Linked DNA regions of Mus musculus: regions 2 and 3 are each linked to region 1. Evidence: chromatin contacts called from public Hi-C data. All regions are on one chromosome and are shown on one strand. Each heading gives the region's core, a stretch centred on a gene start, on an enhancer-like site or on the middle of the called end of the contact. The rest is flanking DNA. Distances are from core to core; before and after follow the strand shown. Region 1 overlaps Rbfox3 (RNA binding protein, fox-1 homolog (C. elegans) 3). Region 2 overlaps Rbfox3 (RNA binding protein, fox-1 homolog (C. elegans) 3). Region 3 holds the start of C1qtnf1 (C1q and tumor necrosis factor related protein 1).

Region 1 (4,709 bases), core at 1,303-3,802:
GGATATTTTTTTTCCCCTGTATCTTTTTTTAAGTAGTGAATATTCTCACCGGATTGACAGCTCTTCCCAGCTCGCAGCCTACCTTCAACCCAAGAAAAAGTGGGGGCAGCTTAGCCTAGCTGCAGTGGATTGGATTTCCCCGCCCACTACTCAGGGCTGCACATCCCGGTTCACAAGGCTCCAAGAGTAGGGGAGAGTGGTCAAGAATCTTAGGGGCATGGAGATTGTTGAATGGCCCTGGCTGATGCAGTGACTCACTGCCGGGCTCTGGATACACATAAGAATGATCCCAGCCTGTATGGGCAAACTGACAGACTCAGCAACAACCTCCCTTAGAACGGGGTCAGTGGAATTCAGTAACTGGCTTGTTTTGGAAGTGACATGGATCTTGCAGCGCATATGACAGGTAGCAGACACACAGCCCTTGTCCCAAGAAATAAGTCAGACAATCACACTGTTCAAACTCTTTCTGGAGATTTCATTTAATTCTTTTTCACGTCTCCCAGCGAGCCTGCACGTGGTGGGCTGGCTGGTGGAGGCGGAGGCTTCCCTGGCCTGGTGTTCGTGGCTGTTGGGCTGCAGATTTGGGTTCCACACTAGACCGTGAGCTCACTCCAGGAAAGATGATTTAGTTCAATAGCTCCTTCCCCAGACAGTGGCTGCATGGTGGTCTGCCTGGAGCGCTGGGTGAACCCTCCTGGCTGCCCAAGTTCCCTGCTGGGCAGGGAGTGCTGACTGAAAGCCACTCTGAGAGGACAGACAGGTGTAAAACAGGACAGTAAAACAGCAGGCTGTGGAAACAGGAGGGGGACTGGTATATCGTCCTGAAATAGCCAAACCCACTCTAGGCACTGCATCAGCAGCGGGGCAGCCTCCAAGGTCTCAGCTCACAGAAGTGGCTGTAAGCATCATGCCCTAGAGGTGCCAGTCCTTGGTGCTGAGGCTATCCTGCCACTATCCAGGCCTGGGAGATCAAAACAGTGACCTATCCCTTGACGAAGACAAAAGTGGCCTGAGAACGTCCATAACCCACATTCCGCCTAAGCTACCCCAAAAGCATTCCAGAGAAATGCAAGAGAAAGGGGAGGTGAATGTAAGCCACCAGCTGCCTGTCTCTGGTCTCTCTGCTGCCTGGCTACTCTCCTCCCAGTCTTCCTTCTCAGGGGAAGGTCAATTGCAGGGTGTGTAGCAGTGAGTGTGGGGGTCAGGGATGCCTGACAAGAGGCCATCCAAGTTGTGCAATGTCACTTCCCAGGCAGTGCCTGGAGGGAGACCACACTCAGCCATGCATCTTCTGACACCGGTCCTCCATGTGCTACACAGTAGGGGCGATAATCAACCGACCTGACCTCTAAGTCTGAAAGGGGGGGGGGGGAAGCCCAGGGACAACAAACAACTTCAGTGAGCTCACACAACATTTTAGAGGACCCCATGTAAACTAGCAAGCCAGTCATCTTCCAAGGGCAGAGCCTGGGTAAAGCTGTTGAGTTCCACAGCAGCCGAGTTCCACAGCCGCTGTACGTGGTACCTGGCGGTGCCCCTTCTTGGACGTGGTATATGTCAGTAGGCTGCGAGGCTGTGCACGTGCCCCCTGGGGCTGCCTCTCACAGTGGCAGTGGGAGACAGTTCACTCGGAGCTGGGCTCACCTGTGGCTTGTCTTGGTAAAACTGAATGTGAGGGGCGCAGGCCCGGATGTGTGTGGCTGTAAAGCTGCGGGTGTATGCGGGCAGGCTGCAGTGGTGCTATGAGGGGCAAACCAAGGCCTCTGTCCAGCACTGCCTGAAGCCAAAAAGTGGGTGCTGTGATCTCTGAGGCCTGGAGTGTGCACACCAAATTCAGCACATTTGACGATGGGGCAGGAAGGGTACCCGATGGCCACTGTTCCTCGTTGCCCACCCCCATATTAAGTATCCACAGGATTCTAAGCCTGCGGCAGGCTGTTGAGGTGTCTCATGGGGCCTAGAGGCCAACAGAGGGGCAAGAGAGACTCTCGGAGGGCTCTGGCTGGGCTTCTGGGCACTGAGCAGCTGGAAAAGCCTTCCCAGCACGGAAGCCTCTGCGTAGATGCCCTCATTACATCACCGACTTCCCCGCCGCGGAGCCGGCCTCCCTCAGGAGAGGCGCTTCTCTGAAGCAGGCAGAACGAGCGCCTTCCGGTCGGTGGGCCGCAGAGACTGTCCTCTCCACCGCAGCCTAGACCATCGGGGGCCAACGGAGGTCCCAGACCCTACCGCCGCCGGGAGCAGAGGCTGCGCGCCGGCAGAGGAGGGGAGCGCAGGGCCCGCGGGAGGGGTTCTAGGGCTAGCGGCCCGGCGCAGGACGGCGGGCGAGGGGTTAAGTGCGGGACCGGCAGTGGTGCCGTAGGCCGGGTTCTCTCCCCCAAGCGCGGGGCTCCGTTTGATGTTGGAGTACGCCAGGGACTCCCCCTCCCACCGCTACACACGCGCGCACACGCGCACACTCACACACGCACACGCACCACTCTTTGCAGACAGGGCTCCGGTGGCTCCAAAGTGACTGGCTCCCCTCTCCCCGCATCCATCCTCTCGCGCAGCGCATCCATCCTCTTTCCATCTTCTCGCGCGCGCTCTCAAGCCTCCCCGCCCCGGACAGGGGCAGCCCCTGGCAGAGGCGCGCCGCTCCCCTTTCCATGCCTCCCTCCTAACGAGCGCCAAGCGGGGGAGGGGAGGCCCGGAGGAGGAGAGACCGGGAGGGCGCCCGGGAGGCAGGGCGCGCGCACACACCGAGGGACGCAGCGAGCGCAGAGCCGCCTCGGCCGCCGGGCGCCCCCCTGACGCCCCATGCTGTGCTCCATGGCGAACTCGGGCTGCCTCCTGCTGTCCAACTCCGGCAGCATGCTCCCGCACTCCGTGCCATGCCCGCCCGCTTTCCTCTACCTCCAACAGGTAAGCGCCCCCGGCCCGAGCGCCCCCCGGTCCCGCGCACGTGCGCCCCGCGCCGCCGCCCACGCCCCGCACTTGGCCGCCTCCGCGCCGCCGCTGGTGGCCCCGCGACTCTCCTCGCGTCATGGCGCCCGGGCTGGGGTTGGGGGAACTGCGCCCCTGAGTGGCAGAGGAGCGTGGGGGCGCCTGGGGCGCGAGCGGTACCGGGTCGGGGGGCTGACTGTAGTTTGGGGCTTCGCTCGCAACTTTTTCAAAGGCGCGGGAGGGGGCGGCGGGCGGAGTCTCGGGGGAAGCCCAAAGGTAGGATGCAGGGGTTCTGGACACCCGGTTACTTTGGGGAACTTCGTGCCGAGACGCGGAGGACTCGGAGACGGGTAGCCAGGCTCCTTTCTCGGCCGAGTCGCGCAAGCCCAGGGGCCGCGGGGAGGTGGCGGCTGGGGAGCACGGCTGTGCTGCAGCGCGGACCGCGCACCGGGCCTCTGGGGAGGCAGGCCACCTGCCTGTGGGACAGAGAAGCTAGGCCTTGAAGCTCAGACTCAGGAGGGGGCTTGTGCTGGACTTTTTCAGTCTACTGGGCAGGAATCTCAGGCTGGCAGGCTTTTAGGGACAGTAAACCATGCGGTTAGGAGCCCCTACATCCCCAGGATGCCCCCTAGGGAGGTGCGCGCAGAGTCTCAGCTTCCGCCTGCCAGCTGGCCAGAGGCGCAGGGGGCGGGGTCCTGCGATCCCACCCAATGCGGAATCCGTGCGGGATGGGGGGGTGGGGGCGCCAGGCCTGCACTAGGGAGAGAAAGGGGATTCCCTGGGCTCCCTCAGGCCCTCCAGGTTAAGATTCTGGGTGCCAGCTTGGCCACAGCTGTCCTGAGGCTGCAGTACTCTGGCCTCACCCACCAGGGCTGCCCACACCTCTGGCCTGTCTCCCCATGCTCTTGGGGCTACCCTGTTGTGAATTCACACCTCAGCCCTCTGGTATACCCACATAAATGGGTAGCTTCTAGGGGGAGGCCTGAGATCCTAAGAACTTCCGGCTGTCTGTCTCTGTTCCTTTGCTCAGCCCAGTTAGAGGGTTCCCATAGGACCCCCTTCTGAAGTGGGCTAGTGTGAAGGAGAGAGGCTGAGGGACAGGGTGCCCACACAAGAAGCTGGTTAGGGTCAGAGTCAGGATCAGACTATGAAGAAACAGCAGCTGGGTGCACAGCTGACTGGAAATGAAGAGGTTTATTTCTTGGCCTCCATTGGAGGTTTTGTGGAGACTCAGGCTAGTCATTTTGGGTAGGAGGAGCGCTTATCTGTCATGCCCCTCCATTAACTCTCCAGGGAATCTCAGGAGGTTGTGTAAGAGAAAACATGAATATGGTAAAGATAGACCCCCCAGAACCTGACCCAGGGCTATCAACCCTGGGCTGCTGAGCATCTGGGCCACCCATGCACCAGGGTCCCTTGTCTGCGCTAAGGATTACCAAACATCTTGGCCGCTGCAGAGGGAGAGACAGGAGCCTGCACAGTGATTAGGAACAGAAGGTGGCCTATTGCCAGAGCCTTGGGCTCTGGGTCTCACCTTCCTAGGACCACCTGTGACATTTGAGGCTTCCTGGATTGTAACACAAGAGCCTCTGAGAGCCTCAGACCCACCGGCCAGTTCACCACGTCATCCCCAGAGTCAGAGCTCAGTGAGGGTCCTCAATGGGCAGCTTTCTAAGCCTTCTGAATTCCCAGCAACACCCGGGTCATTTGGAGACTCTGTAATGTGGCCAGATAACGTGTGTGTGCTTCTGTCGGTCGGATGAGACCACTTGAAGGTGCAA
Region 2 (4,709 bases), core at 1,272-3,771, 150 kb before region 1:
GGACGCAGAGCACAGCGGTGTGGCTTCAAAGCTTGCTTCCTGGGCCCCATAACCCCATACTGGACAGGGACAGCTTTGTGAAGTCCAGACAGGGAAATCTCCCCCTTCCCATGTGGAGCACTCCTGTCTTTGTGGCTTCCCCTGATTATGGAAGAGGCAACAGTTCTGGAGACCAAGGCAGGCTGGGAAAGGGATGCTATTCAAGAGCACTGATACAGGCTAAAGATGGCCCAGTGTTTAAGATGGCTCTTGCTGAGAACCTGGGTTTGGTCTCTAGCATACATGTGGCACCTCACAACTCCCTGTAAGTCCATTTCCAAGAACTGGACACCCTCTTCTTGCCTCCATGGGGTACTTAGATACATGCAGGCAAAACACTCATGAACACAAATCTAAAAAATAAAGAGAGTTAAAATAACAAACCGAAATCAGCATCGCTAGAACCTCAGAGGACAGGCAGCGTGCTTTGTCCCACGTTCCTCATTCATAGGAAATGAGCTCAGATTGCACCGGGGACTAATCTCGATGAGGCAAGCCGCTCCTGCAGGAATTCCAGGCGCCTCCACACCTGTGCTGTGTGTGTGAGACTGTGACTGTGGGTAATTCTTCCTCCCCCTGTATGGAAGCCAGGTCCATAAGTACCAGCAACGGGCAGCAGGAAGCCACCTGCAGTGGATATTCACTGGCAACTCACAGGGGCCTGATTTCATAGGGATGGCTGGCTGACAGTGTCTCCCTAGGTGGGCTACTCCTGCACCATGTGCTGCCCACAAGAGTCTAGGGTGCTGCTGAGACTCCTAGGAAGAGTGTCTTGTCCCACCCAACGACGTGAGCATTTATCCTGCTTCTACTCCGTGGAGGGAGCAAGGAAGGTGAGGACCACCCGTTTCCCCCAGATTGTGGGGCAGGAAGGTGGAAGACATGGTGAGTTATGCATGCTGGGTAAATCTTACCAGCACAGCCTAGGCCCTGAGTCAGGGAAAAGTGCTGCCTTCTGTTTGGTGTGAGCCTTCTGTGTCCCTCCTAGTGTGGTAGTCTAGAGCCCTTTCATGGAACTCCTAAGGCATTGGCAAACAAGTACACAGGTCTCCCAACAGGAATGAGAAACAGGGGTTAAGCTGGAGGTGAAACTCAGGAGATAGGAGAGGAACGGGGGGGGGGGGGGGGGCGGGAGGAGGAAGGGGAGGAGTTATAGGAAGGGGGCCTGTATGGGTTCAGCTCCTACAGGGAGCTGCTTCACAGGAGGTGGCCTGAGACCATGCCTGCCAGGCAGCAGAATCAGGAAGAAAGGAAGGGTTCTGCAGTAATATCACAACACTGGACACAGAGGATGCTCTGTGGGAGCTCTGGAGACAGAAGGAGCGAGAGTGCAGCCTACACGCCCTCTCACTCACCTGTCATGGGAAATGGTTACCCTAAACTTTGTAAGCAAATGTTTTTTGCAAGCACAATGCCCAGGGAAGGGCTTAGCGAGAAATGCCAACCAAATCCGGTTCCCACTGCTGGTGTGGAGCGCCCCTCCATGAAGGATCTGGGTGGGTAGTCATGTTGTCCACTACAGCAAGGCTGTCCCTGGGGTGGTGACCCAGGCCAGCTCCTCTGTCACACCGGGTCCCTGCATCCGTCCTGCTTTACTTGAGCAGGTGCCAGGCGCTGGTGCAGCAGGCCAGTATCGACTGCTTGCAAGGGAGACATCAATAAAGCTTTGCAATGTTAGGGCCAGGCTCTGCCCCCTGCAGACGGTTGGAGCTGCAGAGTGGTACTCTATTCATGATGCTTTGATTTCTCAGGCTCTGGGGACCCTGACTTTGAAAGATTGAGGTGTGACGTTGGCACTCTATGCTACACAAGCATGGCTCCCTTTCAGAGCAGGTTTTAGCCACCAGAGTCCACACCCAGTCAGTCCTTTAAAATCAAATACATAATCTGACGGTGTGGGAGGGAGACCTTAGGAAAAGAAGAGCCAAGACCTCCCACTGCTGACAGGGAAGCACAGGCTGTGCAGTGCACTTCACAATGTACCCTGGGCTGGGTGAGACATCCGCTGTACCTGGACAGTGCTTGTCCAGTACTGGACACGTGTTGTACCTGGTCCCAGCTTGGATAGCAGACTCCTTACAAGGCTTCCTCCTGTCCATCAGCTATCTAGCTAGTGTGGGTGGTGCTTGGGCTGTTGGACCTTTAAGCTGTACCTCAGTGCTTTCCACCACACCGAGTTGGCACAGGGGCATAGTTCAGCCTGGCTCCTTTTCAGACTAAGCAGGAGAGCCTGCAGCTCATCCAAGCCACTCTGGGGTGTTACTGAGAGATGGGGTTGCCTTGTTTGCCGCTGTCCTCATGTTGGTCCTGATCAGGGTTGTGCTGTGCAGAACTGTGTGGCATTCAGTGATGCCGAGGCTCTCGGGTGCAAGAGGGTGGTACCCAGAAGGTTCCCATCTCCATGGTGACAGGGCTCCTGGAGGTGAGGCTGTAGCCCTCTTTCTAGCTCCCCGTGTTTACCTTGGCAGGCTCTGCAGCCCAGAGCTTCTGCTCCCTTTACAGAGAGTCCAAGGAGTTCTAACTCAGCTCTGAGTCGTAAGCGGAGCATAGGGTAGAACTGTTTAATCCGCGTTGTCAGGGGTGGGGAAGATCTGTTCCTTTAGCTTTATTTCTGCAGAAGGTGTTGTCAAATGTGCCGCTGGTTCATACATGGGAAATATATTCTGCTCAGACATTTTTCACCTGCTGCCGAGGAGCTGGCTTCGGCGGGTACCCATTGTCTGCTCGCTTGCTATAATCCATTTATCTGGCGTGCGTGTGGGAGCACCGGGGCCGCGCTAGAGCACCGCTGGAATTAAGTATGAATTAAATGTACCATTAAAATAAAGTGTTATCACGAGCATTTAATGAGTTTTATTCTTTAACGGTTCCGTTTTGCGGTTCTTGCTGCCCAGACAGCTCTCTCCTTCATTTGCTCCCAGTAGATCTCCACGCAGAGTCTGTCCTCTTACCTTCCAAGCGGACGTCATTCTTCCTGCTTCCTGGGAGCAACGGTGGCCTTGAACCTCTGCTGGAACCATGAGTTTGTTCGTATCAGGATGAGAGAGTAACAGGAGCCAGTGTGATTGCTTTGAAAGGGGTTAAAAGGACCCAGGGGCTAAAAATTCCTTCAGAGATAAGATGCGTGCACACATGTGCAAAGAAGGAATAAGTGCGCTCAGGGAAGAGGGGTGTGGTCAAGGTCCTCCACAGAAAACACAAGACAAGCCTCCGCGGGTCCCCAATCTTCAGTGTATTAAATCCTGTTGGTCTTACTTTATGCTTTATTCTCCTGTTCCCTACTGTCTGTTTTGCTCTGGGTTCCATCTCAGAGGTGCCGGTGTGCTGTGGAGCTCCCGTGGCTATGCTGGTGTTTGAATTTCTGGTAACGGGGAAACAGATTGGTGACGTCCAGATCTCGAGCTGAGTGACTTGGAGAAAGGGTACTGTTTGCAGAGAGCCCCTAGGGAGGTGAGAACAGGGACAGGAAAGGGTGACTGAGTCTTGCTTGGGCATGCTGTACACATGGGTTTTTAGGGAAAGCCCAGGAGAGCCTGGGTCTGGAGTATGAGCTGGGGGTGGGGTGGAGAAGAGGTAGCCTGAAATGACTTTTCATTCCATTGGTGCCAGGCTCAGGTGAGGTGAGACGTGGCCATGCCTCCATCTCTGTGTATAGAGTCAGTATCTTATGGAAAAGTCTGGCAAATGCTAGCCTGCCCCTGGATACTGCAGTTACTACTATCCTGGGCTTCTCTGGTCACAACATGTCTGCTCTTGTGGGAATGCTCTGGGTCTTCTGCATATGCACCTAAAATGTCAGCCAAGGGTTGGTTCCTTCTGCATATGCCAACCTCAGAAAGGCTTTTCATCCCTCTAGAGCCTCCTGGTGGGAGACTGAGTGACATTTCTTGTGTTACCTACCATCAAGTGGATGTTCCTCCCCACTCAGTCTCCCCAGCTTCCTAGCCCTGGAGACCCTGTCTGCAACATGTGACTCTGTGCCTGGCACAGGCACTCTAGCTTCAGAGGTAACTCTAATGCCCACCTCATGTCCATCCTTAGTGGATCCTAGCAGGGGACAAGGCATGTCCATCTTTGGGGGATGTTCATCAGTCATCTAATAGTCTGGAAATCACTTCCTGGGTCACAGCTGTGCTAGAGATTCCATTTTCTATTCAGGGCATGAGTGATACCCCCATCTCCCGTCACTTCCGGGAGCCACAGAGCTGTGCTACCTGAAACCTGGAAGGTGACCTGCTGAGAATGTTTCAGTCATAGGGTGTGGTGGCCAGTGGGCCCATTCTCATGCGCCAGGTATTTCAAGCCATTCCAAGAGGCCTCTGGACATCACCACAAGCAGATGATAAAAGGCTCCTCAGCCGGTTGTGCACAGCATCTGAGCCAGCAGGCAGCATCTCCAAGCCAGCTTCAGGGCCAGCACAGGTGGCTGCTCACACCCGGCCTCCTTATACCTGGCCTCCTGGCTGCCATCTCTCTCCATGCCTGGGAGCCCAGGGCCCTGGTTGGCTCCTGGGGCCATTGCTCTAGGTCTTGCATGGAGCTAATCAGACCATGGGCAGGGATCCCAGCAAAGCCCTACCTGGCCTCTCTTCAACTGATGCTGAGCAGACAGTGCTGACTTCAGATAGCAGGAGGTTCATTTTCCAGACTGTAGGAAAATATCCAAGAGC
Region 3 (4,709 bases), core at 621-3,120, 140 kb after region 1:
CTCCCAGGGGGAGGGGCTCCTGGCTATCCATGAACCTCAGAACATCTATTTTGAGTTCTCCGCAGTGGGGGGCAAGCAGGGAGTGTGAGTTTCTAGGAAATAAGATGGGACAGTTCAAAAGCTTGGTGTCTCCTGCCTGGGCAGAGAATCCAAGTTGAGCCCCGGGGAGGGAAGACACTATTTAGCTGGGATGCTTCCTGGTAGGCTGCAGGGCCTGGGCCAGGTAGGTCCTTAGGCAGAGCTGTGAGACACAGGGGGCACCGAGGTTCCCTTGTTCTCAGCCCTCTGGTTCCCTCTGCAGGTTTCCCTCCTCTCCAGTGAGCACTGGAGGGGCCTGGTAGAGAATACACAACTCCTCTCACACTCCTGTGCAGGCAGCACACAGTTGTTGCACTATAAAAAGCAGAGTCGGCAGTTTCTAAGGACGTCACTCACTCCCAGGGGGATCCCAATGACATTTCTCAGTTTTTCCTTTTTTTTTTTTTTTCATTGTTGTTTTCCTTTTCATTTGGTTACTTTGAAACTGCATCTCACTCTATTTTCCTTTGGTTACTTTGAAACTGCATCTCACTCTATTTTCCTTTGGTTACTTTGAAACTGCATCTCACTCATGGTCTCTGTCAGACCATGCTGTCTGGCTCAGGATGGCTCAGGCTAGGCTCAGGCTAGCCGCAGCCTTTCTGCCTCACAGTCTTGAGCCAACATATTCCGTGAAAATTAAAGTTGGTATTTGGTTGTGGCTGTTTCCAGTACTGGAGAAGCAACCCCTGACCTTTCACACGCTAGGCACTACACACCCTGCGTCTGATCCACATGCCGAACCCTGTTGTCAAAGCTGAAGAATCATGTTCTGTGGTCTCCATTCCAAGAAACAGGTCACAGGAACAGAAGGAGTCGGAGAGGCAGCTCCCTCTCACCCTTCCCAGAGACAAGGGTGGAGCCAGGAGTAGCTGGATGGGAGGAGGCTCTCCAGGGCAGGGAGCAGCCTGGGTGGGTGCATGAATAGATGGGGTGGGACTCAGGTTAACCTGTAAGTTACATCTTCACCCACAGAGATGCCCAGACTTGTGAGTCTAGGTGGACACAGGCTGAACAAAGGTCCTGGGGCATCTTAGAGTCTGCAGCCAGCCCTAGCTCAGGGCTACTCTTAGCACCATAGGCAGCTTTTTTCCTTCCCAGGAAGGTCCAAGGAGAAGGGATATTTGTTTTTTCCTGCCCAAACTGGATGTCCTCCAGGAACAGCGAGGCTGTTAGAAGAAGGGGCCAGAGTCCACACTTCCTGTTCAGTGTTGGGGTTCCAGCTGACCACTGACAGATGGGACAGACCTGATCCTAGCTGTCCCAGGTGATACGGACAGGCATGGGGTGGCACAAGCTGGGAACAGAGCTGCTCTTTCTCCTTCCACACCCTCTAAAGAGCATCCGGGTAAAAGAGAGACACCCCACAAAACAGTGGAAGAATGCATAGTTGGTCCTGTCAGCATCCTACCCGCTAAAGAGCCCGCCCCCTGCACGCTCCAGGGAGCCCCAACAAGCTGCCTCTCTGCACAGCCAATCTGTGCAGGGGGAATTAGCAAGAATAACTCAATGCTGTCCCCAAAACTTCTGCCCTGCTCTGTCTGCCCCTTTGCTGTAAGTCCACATCACATCTCACTCCAGAGAAAGCGTCTACTCAGTCACGCCTGGGCACCCAGATGAAGCCACGAAGACGGAGCTCAGAGGCATGGGAGTCCTTCCCGGTCTGTCCAAGCCACCTACCTCCTTCCAGCTGAGCCGGCTGTGCAATGAAATCCTCCAGCCTCTCAGGGCTCTCGGGGAGGCGTCTCTTAGAGCATCTCCCAGGGGCTGAGCCTTCTAGGCTAGGTCAGGAGGGGAAGCACAGACGTGTCAAAGCAGAGAGAGAGAGAGGGAGGGAGGGAGAGAGAGAGAGAGAGAGAGAGAGAGAGAGAGAGAGAGAGAGAGAGAGAGAGAGAGAGAGAGAGAGAGAGAGCCCGAGGGAGAAAAAAGTCCCCCAGGGGGAAACACTTAAGGAGGAGGAAAGGGGGAGGTGCAAGGCACAGCAGTCCCAACACCTTTATCTCCTCAGCTGCCTCCAAGGTCTCTTTGGCCAGAAACGGAAACGTGGTTTCTCTCAGAAGTAGAGGAAGAGAGGAAGAAAGAGGGACCAATACAAAGCGCCAACCCCAGCCAGATGTGAGTTGTGGAGGAGCCTAGACCGCTCCTAGTGCTTTCTATCCAAACAGCAGCCGCCAAGAATTAACTGTGTGTGTGCCCGGCTGGCTGGCTGGCTGACTGGCTGTCCCTACTTCTGGACGCCCCAGGGAGCTGGCACAGGCTAGAAGGGGATGGAGGTGGACGCTTCTGTTTATCTAGAGGTCTTTCCAGATGTGAAGGTGGCTGTGAGCCCAGGACGAGGATATTCCATGCAGGACAGAGACCTGCAAAAAGGCAGAGAATCTCAATTGGTGGTAGGAGCATTGATTTAGGTGTGTGAGTCCCAGCAGTGGTCCCATCTGAGACCCTTGCCATCAGGGCTACTTGTACTCCAGGGACCGAGGGTAAATTTGGTATCCATGATTCCTTTGTAGCAAAATGGCAGGTTGTGTGTTCATGCAAGTATGTATTGGAAGGGGATCACTCAGTTGCTAAGAGTCTAGAGAACCCTATGAGGCAAAGGTGGGCAGGCAGCATCTGGAGGGTCCAGGTCCTCCAGTGAAGCCCTGGAGTGTGGTGCTGGGCCAGCACTCTGCTCTGGACATTCCTTAATCTTACACACATGCCCTCGTGAGTCTCCTCCTGTGGGGATCATGTCCCAGGCTTCTACAGATCAGTCCCTCCTAGCCTCCATCCCCAAACACTGAGTCAGAAAGCTTGCTCTGGGATCTTATTACAACTCTAAAAGAGAGAGGATCTGAACTGAGATATGAAACTACCCTGGTGACATCAGACTCTGAGAGCGCCTTCTCCCTCCCCCTCCCTCTCCCCCTCTCTCCCCCCTTCTCCCCCTCTTCCTCTCCCCTTTCTTTTCTCCTCCCTCTCCCCCTTTCTCCCTCCTCCCTCTTTCTCTCCCCCCATCTCCCCCCCTTCTCCCTTCCCCTTCTCTCCCTCTCTCCATTTTTCTCCCTTTACCCCTTCCTCTCTCCTCTTTTTCTCCCTCCCTCTTTCCTTCCCCTCTCTGCCTCCCCTCCCCACCCTTCCTCCCCCTCCCACCCCTCCTTTCCTCCCTCCTCTCTCTAGGCAGGAGATGCTGGTTTGGGATAGCCCAGGCAAAACAAACAGGCTGCACTTTTCTACTCTTTGCTGTGCCAGCATAAAGAAGGGCCAACAGAATCGAAAGGGGAAGAGAAGGGGTGCAAGCCAGTGCCCCCATCATCTCCTCCCAAGGCTGGGCATAGAAAGGCAGACGTCAAATCCCAGAATGGCCCAGGATGGAAGGAGAAGAGGGAGGATTTGACGTCAGGCAGAAGTCTGTGAATTCCCACAGGCTTCTCCAGAAATTCCAAATCCAAGTGCCAACTCATGAGAAGGAAAGACATTGCTGGCCCTCTGGTACCCGGCGGAGCACTTAAGGACGCCTTCAAGAATACATAGATGTGTTCCACCAGAGATGTGGCCAGCCCCAACCTAGCAGCCCTGAGGAGAGTTCCTGTTGCTTGGCAAATATCTAAGACTGAGCAAATTGCATCCTTGGTTATCTATATAGGAAAAGGCAAAGACAAGATTCCCCTCATTCCTGTAAGTGACATGCCGCTTCCCACCCAGCACATGGACCCAGCCTGTCCCTTGTCTCTCTGTCCCCAACATCTTTCACAGTAGAGATGCCAGGGAGAGCAGGCAGCAGAAGCAAGAGGGACCCTTAACCCCACACCCCCTGTCCAGGGCTGCTGCAGGGTCAACAAAGAGTCTTGGAAATCTTGTGAGGAGAGAATGCAGCATTGCTTTTTATCATGGTCCCACCCAGAAGACTCAGCTTAGTGAAAACCTGGCTCAGAGCAGTACAGCAGGATTCATACAGTTGGGCATGTGACTCAGGAGAGGGACACACACACCCAAGATGGATTTAGGATGGAGGTTGGGAAAGCAGCACTCTCTAATGTAATTCTGAGATGCCAACCTGGGGGTCAAAAGCAGAAGAAAGGTTTAGAGATTCACCAGATGATGGTCAACTCCGCAGCTGGCTCATTCCAACAGGAAGTTCTGCATCCACCCAACTGGTTTCCAAACTCACAGGATTGGTGCCTCATGGACAAAGCCAAGCTGGACTCGGTGTCTCTAATCTGGAATCAACTGGGCCAGATGAACCAGAGTGAGATGGAGATTTCCCAGAAAGCGGCTAATGCAGGGGACCTGGAGCAGCCCTGACCATTCTTCAGGGCAATACATGAAGGTCATGTGGTTTCAGGACAGTTCAAGTCACATTGTACTATTAAGTTTATGTCAAACTCGGGGAGACCAAGACTTCAGGTTGTTTTGTATTTGGGAGATTTGGGGTGGGGTTTGGTTAGCTCGCTTCTGTTTTTAGTTTCTGGTTTCCTTTTGCAGTTGCATGTATTAACCAGGTATGCTGGTACATGCATTCAATTCCAGCCCTTAAGAGGCAGAGATAGATGGAACCCTGTGAGTTTGAGGCCAACCTGGTTTATTTAGCAAATTCAAGACCAGCCAGAGATACACAGTTAGACACTGTCTCAATAAGTAATCAAACAAAC

Evidence for each region. A called contact is a pair of places that touch in the nucleus more often than the background predicts.
Region 2: a contact with region 1 is called in a Hi-C map of cortical neurons, with 2.7 times the contacts expected there. The contact joins two enhancer-like sites. A contact is called at or near these places in 5 of 484 Hi-C or Micro-C datasets (brain, cerebellum, cortical neurons and 2 more), 7 of 115 datasets of contacts at active chromatin or transcription factors (embryonic basal ganglia, embryonic forebrain, embryonic hindbrain and 4 more) and 1 of 9 other capture datasets (pancreatic islet).
Region 3: a Hi-C map of cortical neurons shows a contact between it and region 1, with 3 times the contacts expected there. The contact joins the promoter of C1qtnf1 here to the enhancer-like site in region 1. A contact is called at or near these places in 6 of 484 Hi-C or Micro-C datasets (cortical neurons and embryonic stem cells), 1 of 115 datasets of contacts at active chromatin or transcription factors (embryonic hindbrain) and 2 of 9 other capture datasets (adipose tissue and pancreatic islet).

Annotation. Positions count from the first base shown.
Region 1 is chr11:118,567,749-118,572,457 of GRCm38.p6, reverse strand. All of the region lies in intron 4 of Rbfox3 (RNA binding protein, fox-1 homolog (C. elegans) 3), which reads left to right. Among named protein-coding and RNA genes, the nearest start is that of Engase, 93 kb to the right of the region's middle. Within about 2 kb of position 2,552, at least 37 of the 459 cell types and tissues checked have an H3K27ac peak or open chromatin away from gene starts, as enhancers often do. A contact at or near this core is called in cortical neurons, where this site is marked.
Region 2 is chr11:118,712,838-118,717,546 of GRCm38.p6, reverse strand. All of the region lies in intron 2 of Rbfox3 (RNA binding protein, fox-1 homolog (C. elegans) 3), which reads left to right. Among named protein-coding and RNA genes, the nearest start is that of Gm11750, 70 kb to the left of the region's middle. Within about 2 kb of position 2,521, at least 4 of the 459 cell types and tissues checked have an H3K27ac peak or open chromatin away from gene starts, as enhancers often do. A contact at or near this core is called in cortical neurons, where this site is marked.
Region 3 is chr11:118,425,618-118,430,326 of GRCm38.p6, reverse strand. C1qtnf1 (C1q and tumor necrosis factor related protein 1) reads right to left here and starts at 1,870. Exons shown (of 4, transcript NM_001204129.1): 1 at 1,759-1,870. It overlaps Gm35598 (a long non-coding RNA gene), which reads left to right and starts at 1,966. Exons shown (of 3, transcript XR_880340.2): 1 at 1,966-2,193.